3 separate regions of the Zea mays genome follow, and all the other regions are linked to region 1. The links are chromatin contacts, called in public Hi-C maps. All regions are on one chromosome and are shown on one strand. Each heading gives the region's core, a stretch centred on a gene start, on an enhancer-like site or on the middle of the called end of the contact. The rest is flanking DNA. Distances are from core to core; before and after follow the strand shown. Region 1 has its middle 31 kb from the start of LOC109939989. Region 2 holds the start of LOC103627480 (RING-H2 finger protein ATL79). Region 3 holds the start of LOC100280692.

Evidence for each region. A called contact is a pair of places that touch in the nucleus more often than the background predicts.
Region 2: a Hi-C map of tassel shows a contact between it and region 1, with 2.9 times the contacts expected there. The contact joins the promoter of LOC103627480 here to the enhancer-like site in region 1. A contact is called at or near these places in 7 of 25 Hi-C or Micro-C datasets (bundle sheath, ear, leaf and 2 more).
Region 3: a contact with region 1 is called in a Hi-C map of ear, with 4 times the contacts expected there. The contact joins the promoter of LOC100280692 here to the enhancer-like site in region 1. A contact is called at or near these places in 2 of 25 Hi-C or Micro-C datasets (ear and leaf).

The regions. Positions count from the first base shown.
Region 1 is chr5:194,148,155-194,152,203 of Zm-B73-REFERENCE-NAM-5.0, reverse strand. No RefSeq gene overlaps it. Among protein-coding and RNA genes, the nearest start is that of LOC109939989, 31 kb to the left of the region's middle. Within about 2 kb of position 1,388, at least 19 of the 20 cell types and tissues checked have an H3K27ac peak or open chromatin away from gene starts, as enhancers often do. A contact at or near this core is called in bundle sheath, ear, leaf and 2 more, where this site is marked.
Region 2 is chr5:194,001,921-194,005,958 of Zm-B73-REFERENCE-NAM-5.0, reverse strand. LOC103627480 (RING-H2 finger protein ATL79) reads left to right here and starts at 2,591. Exons shown (of 1, transcript XM_020537769.3): 1 at 2,591-3,607. The coding sequence starts at 2,802. The coding sequence ends at 3,335.
Region 3 is chr5:194,362,540-194,366,612 of Zm-B73-REFERENCE-NAM-5.0, reverse strand. LOC100280692 reads left to right here and starts at 2,705. Exons shown (of 10, transcript NM_001153611.1): 1 at 2,705-3,020; 2 at 3,098-3,166; 3 at 3,292-3,388. The coding sequence starts at 2,805.

The DNA of each region.
Region 1 (4,049 bases), core at 139-2,638:
CGAGCATGACCTCGGCCGCCACAGGCAAGCACGCCTTCGTCGCTGCGGGTGAGCGCGACCTCAGTTGTTGTAGGCGAGCTCGACTCGATCGCCATGGACGAGCACAACCTCGGTCGAGGATCCATCTGGAGAAAGAAGACAAAGCTGATGGGGGGAGGTTCACTTATTACCGAGAGGAGCTGGCAATTTTTTAAAAGTCAAAAATGTTGAGCTAAATGGCTTTTGGCTTTCTACCATCCCATAACCTCGAGCTAATTTTAGACAGCCCACAATCTGAGTCAAGCACATCCTAAACACAAATAGTTTGTCACCCACACGCAGAATACCACTGTTAGCAGTGTACCATGCAACACCATAGAAAACCGAATACAAAAGCGGTTAGGACAAAATGTCATCATCTCTACTTGTGCCATAGTCATCTACGATGTCTTGCACCAAGCTATCTTTTTCTAGGAAAACATGAGGGAAGGGTCTCATACTAGATTTTATTGAAAAAATAGAGTATTAGGAAAAAATTGGTGGAAACTAATTCTGATAATATGGTTAGAAAAAATATAGATGATGAGATATATATGACAAAATTTTGGCTTTCTATTGGCTCATAACCCCGGGCCGCTTTTCGATAGTCCACAACTAAGTCAAGCACATCCTAAACATCACTAGTTTGTCACCCCACACGCACAATACCACTATCACCATTGCACCATGCGACACCATAGAAAACGGAATACAAAAGTGGTTAGGACAAAATGTCATCATTTCTGCTTGCGTCGTAATCATCTACGATGTCTTACCAAGCTAGCTTTTTTAGGTAAACATGAGGGAAGGGTCTCCTACTAGATTTTATTGAAAAAAATAGAGAAGTAAGCAAAAAAATTGTGAAAAGTAATTCTAATAATATGGGTAGGAAAAATATAGAGGATAAAATTTAGAGAATATTGTTTGAGATGGTGAAGGTATAGAGAACAAAATCTTTTAGAGTGTATTATAAATAATGAACAATATTCCTTTATGAGATTAAATTTAGACCACGTAATAAGACCAGAAGGTTTTATTACGGACGGAAGGGCCTGAGATAAGGTTACTGGAAGCTCTCCACCTCTTGTGTTCAAGGATAAAAGCGCCAACGCGTGGCCTCAACAAAGTTACAAATTACAAAATTGAATCCAAACTAAAAGCTCTCCGCCTCTTGTGAGCGCCAACGCGTGGCCTCTACAAAGTTAAAAAACTGACTCCAAACTGAAAGCTCTCCGCCTCTTGTCTTCCTGAATAAAAGCGCCAACGCGTGGGCTTAAATCATTTGGATTGGGATCGTATTCAGCGTACGGTCTTCTTTTGAGTGGGTCGAATCATTGGCCCAATCACGTGAATTGGCCTGGAAGTTTACCCACCCAAACAAGGCACTAGATGGGTTTCGCTGTTCATGCACAAACATTCTCTTCGTAGTCCATGGGAGTAGGGGTGGGCATTTTAAAACCGAACTCGAATCTGAATAGAACCCAAATAGACTCGGTCTATTCGGCTTTTCGGGTTCGGTTCCTATATGTGCTATATTACGGGGTATAAGTTCGGGTTCGGTTCCTAACCTTTAAAACCCAAATAGACCTAATAACCCAAAATATAAAAAAGCTCTTAATATATGATGATATTATTATATGATTAATAAACTCATTAGCTAGAAATAATGATTTCATCTTAATGATAGTATATATATCTTTGTATGCTAATTTTTATAGTCACTTGTTGTATTAATAGTACTTTCAATTAATTATTCATTGTATATGTTTTAACAAAATATACTAGTTTCTCTACAATTTGGGTCTATTCGGTGGACCGAATAGACCGAACCAAAATTGTGAATCTATTCGGGTTCGGTTCCTAAAATATTTTTAAAAATTTCAGTTCTTATTTTTTAGAACCCGAAATTTCACAAACCCGAATAAACCGAACCAAATTACCCTAATAGACCGAATGTCTAGCCCTACATGGGAGAAAAGTTCACTAAAAAGTGTCAAGTTTGAGCAAATAGCATACTTGTTCCGGACCACTCGCGGATGAAGAATGGTCCTACGTAACAAAATGGGGAGAAAAGACCGAAGGGGCCATTTAGTTAGACGGTTATTAGAAGAAGAAAAAAAAGAAGAGAGCGAAGGGACCTCGGCAGTCGGCACCTCACCTCGCTGTCCAGGCTCTGATTCCAGCTCAGCTCGAACTAGTAGTATAGTAGCTTTCACGCTAGAAAACGAGCAATGGCGCGGCGGCTTGATCGGTCGGTATCGTGACCCATAATTTCAAGACGGAAGGGGACAGCTTCCGATCGTATCCCGATGGCTCAAGAATCAACAATCTTCACGCAACATATACCCGTGCGGAAACTATAATGCGCAGTACGCACTACGCAGTCGACTCCACTGCATTCTGCAACATATATAGAAGTTGTTGTAATTTTCTACTCCTTGGTCCTTACATACCAGCGTATTCCATGTTCCAAAAACCTGCGCTTTTAGCTAGCTATTCCCTGTCAAATGCTGGCCATTTTCAACCGGACAGCTTCAGTTTTCAAATCAAAATAGGGTAAACTAGGCATGTGCTGTTTCCCAGAAGCCGGTGCGACATTAGAACAAGTTGAAGAAGGATTAGTAGGCCTCCTGCTCCTGCAGGTTTCTGATAATTCTTCAGCATCAGCCCAAGCTAGGTGCCTGCAGGCTGCTAATATGCAAAAGGTCTTGCCGATACGATTACCTGCCATTATAAGAACTCCTTTTGGTTATTATAATGCGGGAGAGACTTTCAGAAAAGAGCGTTAAAGCAAAGTCGAACACACAAAAAGAAGAGAAACGCACTCCAAATGCAGAAAAGCCACGGGGCACGTTTGATTTGAGATCAGATTAGGATGAGGCGGACGCGACACTCTCCCCTCAATTTTTTATGATCACGCCGTCATCAAAATATATATCTCGTCATACGTGATTCTCATACAAACACTATAAAAAACATAGTCGCCTACTTCCATCTCTTCTTATACATGAACCAAACTCATACCTAAAGGATGACAGCGGATGTGTAGTGATAGGTATATCCATCAAAACTTTTTGTACCCACCAGCCACGAAGAAACTCGTACTCATGTATGGGTGTAATTTGTACCTATATCCATATCAATGCAGTTACGGGCACCCATATATTAGCCGTACTCGAAAATAAACATAATACATCCATTGAACTAGGAATATAGGAGCAAATAATAGGAGAACAATCGTTAGTAGGGAACAGACTTCGAATTAGCTAGCATATTAGCCTCCGCTAGAGTTGTACCCAGGACTAATTTGAGCATTAGTCATGTGGCTAAATTTCTTGGGCGTTGAAGGACCTTTTTTAATTCTAGTTGATAACATCAACTCAGACAAAATGGTTTGTATTAGTCCTAATTAACGTTACTAATCTGGACTAATCTAGATCCTAACCGAGACCAAAGGTCCTTGGATAGGTCAGTTTAAAAAGAAGGCATCCTATCCAAATACACATGTTGTGTATGTGGAATAAAAAGTTACGCACAAGACAATGTGTAAGATCTTTCCTTGAGTCATAGTCCTACATCACAACAAGAGGCAGAGGCATTATTTTTTTAGAGATCTTTAGTCCCGGTTCTCCCAAGCGAAGGATATGTCTACCTAGACTTTCTCCAACAAGGTCCGTTAATTGAACATGTTCACTCTATTTAGCGTTAGATGTCTCCACTATGGACATGTTGGCTAAAGATTATTCCCAACTGAGATTAAAGTCCATTCTCTTACGAGTGAGCTATATGCTAAATGTAAGAGAAAAATGATATGTATGTCCACTACGTATGTGCAAGGAAAATGGACCCCCGTCCATTTGTCTAAATGATTTTAGTGTTTGATGATCAACACAACATGTAGACTAATGTGTTTGCTAGTATTTGTGTTTATACTTCACAGGATACGAAGAGTATTGGACTGAGGCACTGAGGACGCAACACCTCAAAAGAAGACCTAAGAGATGCGTAGAAGTCCAAGACTAAAGAACAAA
Region 2 (4,038 bases), core at 1,342-3,841, 150 kb after region 1:
AGAGTATAACATAGACACTAATAACACATACACACTCATGTTCTATGAATTCAAGTATGCAAACTTTGTCCATATGAGCACCTTCAAAAATTGTGCTCACAAGTCATGATAGATGTCTCGCTATCGACGAGAACATTGTCTATTGATAAAAGCATAATATCGTTAAATTATAGATATTCACTTTCATAGAGAGTAAAATCCAGAATCTCAAGCGCTACTAGGACTCTTCTAACCACCACTATGGTAAGGTTGGTTCCAGTGACATCATTCCAAATTTGGCTTATCGTCCTATCATATTAGCATCACGTTGGCTCTTGCCCATGTTCCTCTAGTGCGGAGGTTACACCCTCAACCATAGCCACAATAGCATCACATTAGCTTCTCTTTTGTAGACTTAATTATCTTATATTATGTTTTTCGAATACATGAACATTGAATACATCAGTAGGAGGGTGAAGGGTACAAAAAACTTGGAATAGTGGTATCAATATGCCATGAGAGATAGTGTCCATGGAATGGATGGTTGAGTGCTCTCTGTGCGTTGATGCAAAATAAAAAAGACCCCTCCCAATTTTATGGTGTTGGGACTGGAAAGCCATGGCTATGGGAGATCAGTGAAGGTTTAGAAGTTATGGAGTCCAACCTGTCATTGTGGAAGAGAATACAAGAGGGAGTGAGGGGAGTGAAATGAGCTCGAATGGGTGAGAGATGAGTTTCAACTAGCCTCCTCTATTTATAGATAAACTTGGGATGAAATTTTTAGGTTTTTTAGATTTCAAATGGCCAAAGCATCTAGTTTTAAACAACTTAGTATATATGGTGCTGACATGGATATCACTCTAGGGCACGCTCCAATGGGGGCAATATAACCTCTATCAACGAGCGACGGAGGAGCCACCTCGCTTCCGCAAAACCCATGCATGTGCGTCCAATGTGGGAGGGGGGTCGCCTTGTCGGGAAGCATTTCACCCTTTATTGGAACCAACCTAAGTGCCCTTTAGCTCATGTTTAGATTAAGGTTGGTTCCAATAGTGGCCGATACCACCCTCTGGTCAGGCGATATCTCTCCGGCACGGGGTGATAGGTACAAATTTTAAGGGAGCGGGATGGCTCTCACATTGTCCATCGTCCGATGATAGGGGACGATATTACCCCCACTAGAGCACGTGAGCAGCGGTATCGCCCCCACATTAGCGCCATATGTACTGGCCATTTAAAACTAGCCGTTTTTATAATTTGAACTCCAATTTTTTTTTAAAAAAAAAAATCTAGTTTCATCCTTAGTCCACCTATATAAAGGAGGTCGGTTTGAGCTTATTTTACTCCATCGCTCTCTCTCCTGCTTTCTTGCACAATGGCAGGTTGGACCTTTGATTTTCAAACACTCATCGATCTTTTGCAGCCTGACGGCTCTCCAGTCCCAACTCAAGAGAATTTGGACATGGCTTATTCGTTGCATCGACGCACAGAGAACACTTAATCACCCAGTACATGGTCACTATTTTTTCTGACATATTCATACCATTATTCTGAGTTTTCATACCTTCTACGACAGTCATACAGGTGTATCGTGCGCGTATATATACATGATTCACTTATTATCTAAAACGGTTACTACGGGGTGTTCGAATACATTAGAGCTAATAGTTAATTGGCTAAAAATTGTTAGTGGAATTATCTAGCTAACAAATAACTACTAACTAATTTAACAAAAAATAGCTAATAACTAAACTATTAGCTTGAATATTTTGATGTCTCAACTAATTTTAGGCCCCGTTTCAATCTCACGGGATAAACTTTAGCTTCCTGCTAAATTTTAGCCATATGAATAGAAGTGCTAAAGTTTAGCTTATTGGGGTGTTTGGACTACTCTAATAAAGTTTAGCATATTGGAACAAATAGACACTCATGTCCCTAATGCGGAGAGAAAGAATGAGATTAGAGGGTATGGATAGAAAATAGGGTTCGATGGCCCACGTTTAGCTACTTTTAGTACTCTCTGAGCAGCTTATGAGATAAGGAGTGCTAAATTTTATCAGACCACCATTAGCTCTCCTGTTTAGATCGCCAAATGGCTAAAAACAGCTAAAAAGTTGCTAAAGTTTATCTGTTGAGATTGAAACAGGTCCTTAGTCACTAACTGTTAGCTTTATTGTATTCAAACACCCTTATTCAAACACCCCCTACGTCCTACTACTTCTCTCTCTTCTACTTGGCCTACTTGCTTTTATAGAAGTTGGAGAGCTATGGGGTTTGGCCCATAGGACCTTCTCGGTGCAGGACTGCAGGCCGAAACATTGACCAGAGTTATCTAATGCCAGTGTGCTATGCTAGGTTTACGGAAGTGATGAAACAGTAGGATTGTATAGAGAATGATCCTAGTGGTAGGATTTTGTTGCTGTTACACAACGTTCCAAGTCAGTTTTAATTTGTGAGCCTGCGCGCCCAAGTGATTGCCAATTTGTCATCGCCGATTCGGCGCTGCTGCCTCAGACGACACTTGGATTTTGGAGGTAAAATGGCACGCCGCGGTGTTCTGATTTCTGAAAGCAATGCTGCTTTCCTCACCGGCACAGCCACGGCGGCAATGCTTTACTTTACACGTGCCGTGCATGTAGTAGCATGGCTGCCATGCTCTCATTGAACAGTGCTCCTACACTTGTAGGGCAGGGCAGCTGAAGAAAGATAAAAACACCCAAAGGATCAACTCTCCAAGCCGAGACAACGGCAGCCGCTCGCGATCGCTGTCGCGGGCGTCATTTGCCCTCTGCCTCCACACAACCAGAGCGCTCCAGGCAGCCATGGCGCGCCGGACCAACCACACCTCCACGGCAGCGGCGGCGACAACAACAATGGTCGCCTCCTCGCCGTCTCCCCCGCGGCCGCCGCCTCCCGCCAGCGCGGGAGCGTGGGGGCCCTACGCCAGCTCCCGCGCCTTCTTCTCCAACGTAGCCACCATCCTCATCATCCTGGCATGCGTCTCCCTGCTCGCCTTCACCCTCCACGCCGCCGCGCGCTTCCTCCTCCGCTGCCTCGCGCGCCGCCGCGCCGCGCGGGAGGAGGCGCAGGCGCCGGGGCAGCAGCCCAAGCTCCCCTCCGGCGCCGCCGCCGCCAGCGCCGCCGCCGGCTCGGAGCGCGCCGGCGCCACCGGTGCGGGCGTGTGGGCGGAGGCGGAGTGCGCCATCTGCCTGTCCGAGCTGCTGGAAGGCGGCGAGCGCGTCCGCGTGCTCCCGGCGTGCGGCCACGGGTTCCACGGCGCCTGCGTGGAGGGCTGGCTCGCGGCGCGAGCGTCCTGCCCCACCTGCCGCGCGCCGTCGCGGGCGGGAGAGCCGTAGCCACGCCGAGCCATGGCTGCTGCCGACTGCCGTGCCGTGCCACAGGCTCTGGAGCAAGCTCTGCTCCGATCCGTCCTCCATGATTCCCAGTTGGAGGGGCTTGTTTCAGTTATTATTATGGGCGTAGTATGTATAAAAAATGCAAATTGGATGGTGGCGGCCTGGCGGGCGGGCTAGTAGTAGTTCGCATGGATTACAACATGTTCGGCTCGATCGTTTCTCTTCCACTATCATGATTCATGCAAAAGTCTGCATTTCATCATCTAGTGAAATCCTTGGTCACGTAGGAATTGACTGCATGCACGCCGATTAGACTGCTGCTCATTGCAGTGCTCAAACATTGCACTGCATGCCATGCCGCAGCCGCTGCGGATTCCCTGGGGACAGGAGCGTGACGACAAAAGCATGGAAAGATGACAAAAGCAGAGAATAGCCTACTATAGTAGTAGTCGTGTCGTGTGCCCGCGTAGAGGTCGCTGCGGCCTGCGGGAATATTAGCGGGCCACCCGCGCCATGCTTTACGACCATCGCGCGGGCTTGGTTTGGTTGGGTCCTCGCGCGGCATGAAGCATCGAGTCCGGCGTGGTGTCGCAGTGGAGTCGGCCACAGAGGCTTGGGCAGGTGGTCCGGCGGCCGGCCTCGGTGCAGCAGCTCGAATCGGGCGCGGCGCTTGTCACTGACGCCAAGCACCACGTCTGCAGCA
Region 3 (4,073 bases), core at 1,456-3,955, 210 kb before region 1:
CGCGTGGGGAGGGGTGGGCACAGGGGCGGCAGTCGCAGCTCCGAGGCCGGGGAAATGGGAGCGTCAGGCTAGGGAGGCAGCCATAGTGGAGGAGGGTGACGAGGTTTTAGCAGAGGGAGGTTTGGTTGGTTGACGAGCGGAGCGCACCGACAGGATGAGGATAGGGCGGGGGCATGGTTGTGTCATGGTCTACACTATTGTCTTAATATATAGTAGAGATAGAGATTAACTAATAGTTAGCTAGCTATTTATTAGCGAGCTAACTATTATGTTTAGTGTATTCAAACATCCCTTAGTTAACTTTGCATGTGCCCTTATAAACACGACGAACGCTTACAAAATGGAGTTTACTGAACGCTGCAGCATGTGCTTTCATATGCTCCACATGTGGTTTCTTGGACTTCTAAGTGGTGGATAAGAGGGACTGAAAGAGAGTAGTTTACATCCGGGATGCACAGATTTTTTTTTTCCCCTTCGGACCGGCTGCCGCTGGTGACACCCCAACTAACAGCATTTACATCTAGACGAGACGACCCGCAGAACCAATTAACAAATCGCTAATCCTCCAGAACGGGCAGCACATACGGCCAACGCGAAACGGATGTGCCGTGCAATTGTAACCGTTAATTAACAAATCTGCTGCTGGAGATGTTGGTTAGGCACGCAGCTGCTTGCAAGTTGCGTGTTTCAGCAAAAGGGCGCTTTTAATTTGCTCTACTGGTCGTAGATTGCAACTGCAAGGCATGGAATGCGTTGCGTCGCTCTGTTTGTTGTGTGGTGTGGTGTGGTGTGGTGGATTGGATGGAGTAAAACGCAGCGGTCCACCTACAACTTAATACTGCTGTCAGTGTCAGACTGTCAGGCATGTATATCTGCTGCTAGCTCGTGCTTAAGCTAGTATATATGTTTGGTGTAGTAGATCCGTAGATGCAAGCTCGTGCCGGAAGCAGTAGATGCAGGTTAGCAGGAACACTGCGGGCAGATTATAAAGGCTGGCAGTGGCAGGACGAGGACTACACACTACTGAATTGAATACAGATACTCCCTCCAGTGCAGTAAAGGTAGTCGTTTAGGACATGATTGTGCATACCAAGGAGTGATTAATTATCATAAAGTTTTCCATGTTTGCTCCTATTAAATAGGAATATAGGTGCATTAATGTCACCAAAACAATCAGGCTTGATTGGTTGCTGCAGCAGCTCCAAGGCATTCTAGACTGGAGGTCTCAAGTTTGATTCCTCTTAAGTGCATCTTTTTTTGTGCAATTACTAGGGGCAACAGCGTCCAAATCCCAGACCCACGCGCACTATAACTTCTTTTTGTGCACGCTCGGTCACGCGCAGGATGACTTTCTTTTTTTGTGCAATTACTAGGGGCAACAACGTCCAAATCTCAGACCCACGCGCACTATAACTTCTTTTTGTGCACGCTCGGTCACGCGCAGGATGACTTCTTTTACTGCACCGGAGGGAGTACAGGCCACGGCGGCGGAAGCTGGTGAGCGTTTAGCGCTTCGCTCCATCGCCAATCACATGCGAGTGAGATCAGATCTCATCGCGGGAGCAACTCTCGCCAATACTAGGTGCTGCTGTGTTCATGCTTTCTAGTCTGCTTGATTTGCCTGGTCACACTGACAGGCTGGTCTAGCGTGGAAGCCTCCGACTCTGTTAACGGCACATGGCCAATTTTGCCTAGTCTCACTCGTACCTGTTCAGTTTGGCGAGGCCGCGGATGGCGTGTGACATTATTTGCTCTATTTTATTTGTTTGTTTATTCCGGAGAAAGAATTATAGTACAGTTTCAGGGATGTCGAAATGGGCAATGGCAATGCTGCGTGACTCTCGTGATTTTATTTTAAATCAGTGTATGAACAGGAACAGTTGACGTTGATATGTTGTCACCATACCCCGGTTCTCCGTTTTTTTAAAAAAGAAATGTTTTTCCCCCTTCCGTTAACCTTCAAGTAGTAACCGACCTCCGAGCACTAGTTTCAGTAATTTGATAGCGTTCGCCGTTCAACTCTCTTTTCTTTATATTTATTTTATTTGTTTATTGTACCTATTTGTATTTACGTGGGCAAAAAATGACAAGCGACAGCAAAAAAAATGCGATTGGGCCGACAAAGACGCCCAAATGATGATGGGCCATAATGGAAGGGAAGCTGTAGCCCGCCGAGGACATAAAAATGTCCCATTTGCACAAACCCTATTTGGGTCTGGGCAGGCCTCGGGAACTGAAAAAAATTTTTATTATTTGTAGTTTGTTTGTCAAGATCATCTCAGGAAAAAAAAAATGTCTAGAGAGATTTCTGGTCTCCTAAACAAGTCGACATTTCTAGCCTTCTAAAGAAAAGAAAGCGGTTTCTAGAATTCTAGACCTGTCCAAATTTTGTAACGTTGTCGGCTCAAATATACGCCTACTATACTAACTTTTATATTAAAACTGCTAAACCTGTCCCATGCATTATATTAGTGCCGCTGGTTGTATCTGTCAGCAGTCAGCACCAGCGCCTCTCTACAAAACCCAACAGCACCAACTGTACCCATGTCGCCCCGGTGACGTAGAACCACTCGGCCGTGGGGGACCCCTGCAGGCTAACTGGATTCATTGATGAACGAGCCACGTACGGCTGCCAAGTCCCCAGCCACACACACTGGCACGCCGAGCACTATATAGCACGTGTTCGCGTGCACCGGCGGCAACCACAGCCCAGGCTCGAGACTACAACGTTACAGCACAACACACTGCTGCACGTACATACGCAGATAGAGACCAGCAGCAAGCTCGATCGAGACTCGAGAGGCATGGGGAGTGTACCGGAGGAGAAGGCCAAGCTGGGCTTCGGCGGCCTGGTGGGCGACCTGAGGGAGGTGTACGAGAGCGGCAGGACGCAGGGCCTGGAGTGGCGGCAGTCGCAGCTCAGGGGCCTCGTCAGGCTCCTGGAGGAGAAGGAGGAGGAGATCTTCGACGTGCTCCACGAGGACCTGGGGAAGCACCGCGGCGAGGCCTTCAGAGACGAGGTTGGTTGGTTGGTTTCTCTGCGTTAGTTGTGCGTTAAACGAGCCCTCTGGTGTTATGGTCATTCGCTCGTGTTTAGGTTGGGGTTCTGAAGAAGTCCGTCGTCGACAAGCTGCAAAACCTCAAGAACTGGGCGGCTCCGGAGAAGGCAAGCACTCTCTCTCTCTCTCTCTCGCTCGCTCGCTCTGGCTAGCTAAGACGCAGGAGCTTGTGCCTGCAAGTAGGGAGATGGACATGCATTTCGCCATGGCTTAACACTACTTGCGTCTACAGGCTCACACGCCGCTCGTTGCCTTCCCGGCGACCGCGCTGGTGGTGCCAGAGCCGCTCGGGGTCGTGCTCGTCTTCTCATGCTGGAACCTCCCAATAGGTGAGGCCCGACGACGATCTCTTTGCTTCTACTACTCTTTTCCAACATCGAACAGTGGCCAAGCTAGCCCGCTGCAAATTATTCCTGATGCACAGCACAGCTTAAGAAAACAAATAATTTAGAAATACATACGATGAGAATTTGAGTCTAGCTAGTAGCATTTCTCGATTTTATCCTACTGTGCACCGGCCGGCACCTGATAGCGAACCTATCTATACTCTCTCTGGAAACTGGGAGAGAGACGACGCTGATGGTCTGACTCAGAACAGTAAACCGCAATTAATCTAGCTAGCTAGAAGAAAAATACCTGCATAATATGTACTAGTATGTTTCTCCTATTTAAGTGTCATTTAGTATCGATGACTGAGACGTTTCAATGTCTGCTCAAAATGATATAGCAGTCAGAGATCATACGAATTTTAATTATGCACGTTCATAGGTATATGTTTTACGTGGTACGACTGATGGTTACTACTCCATTAACAATTTAGATGTGTGTTTTAAACATCTCTTTCCAAAATGCAAATGAAGAGACGTTTATATTGATTCTATTGCTGACAACCCATTAATTGCTACTAGTTGCCCTTGCACTGTTGCACAGCATGAATTGCCCGAGAACTTAACGAAAAGTCCAACTCAAGGTCCAAAGGCTAGCTAGTACGTGTAGTCACTCATTGGTACGGTG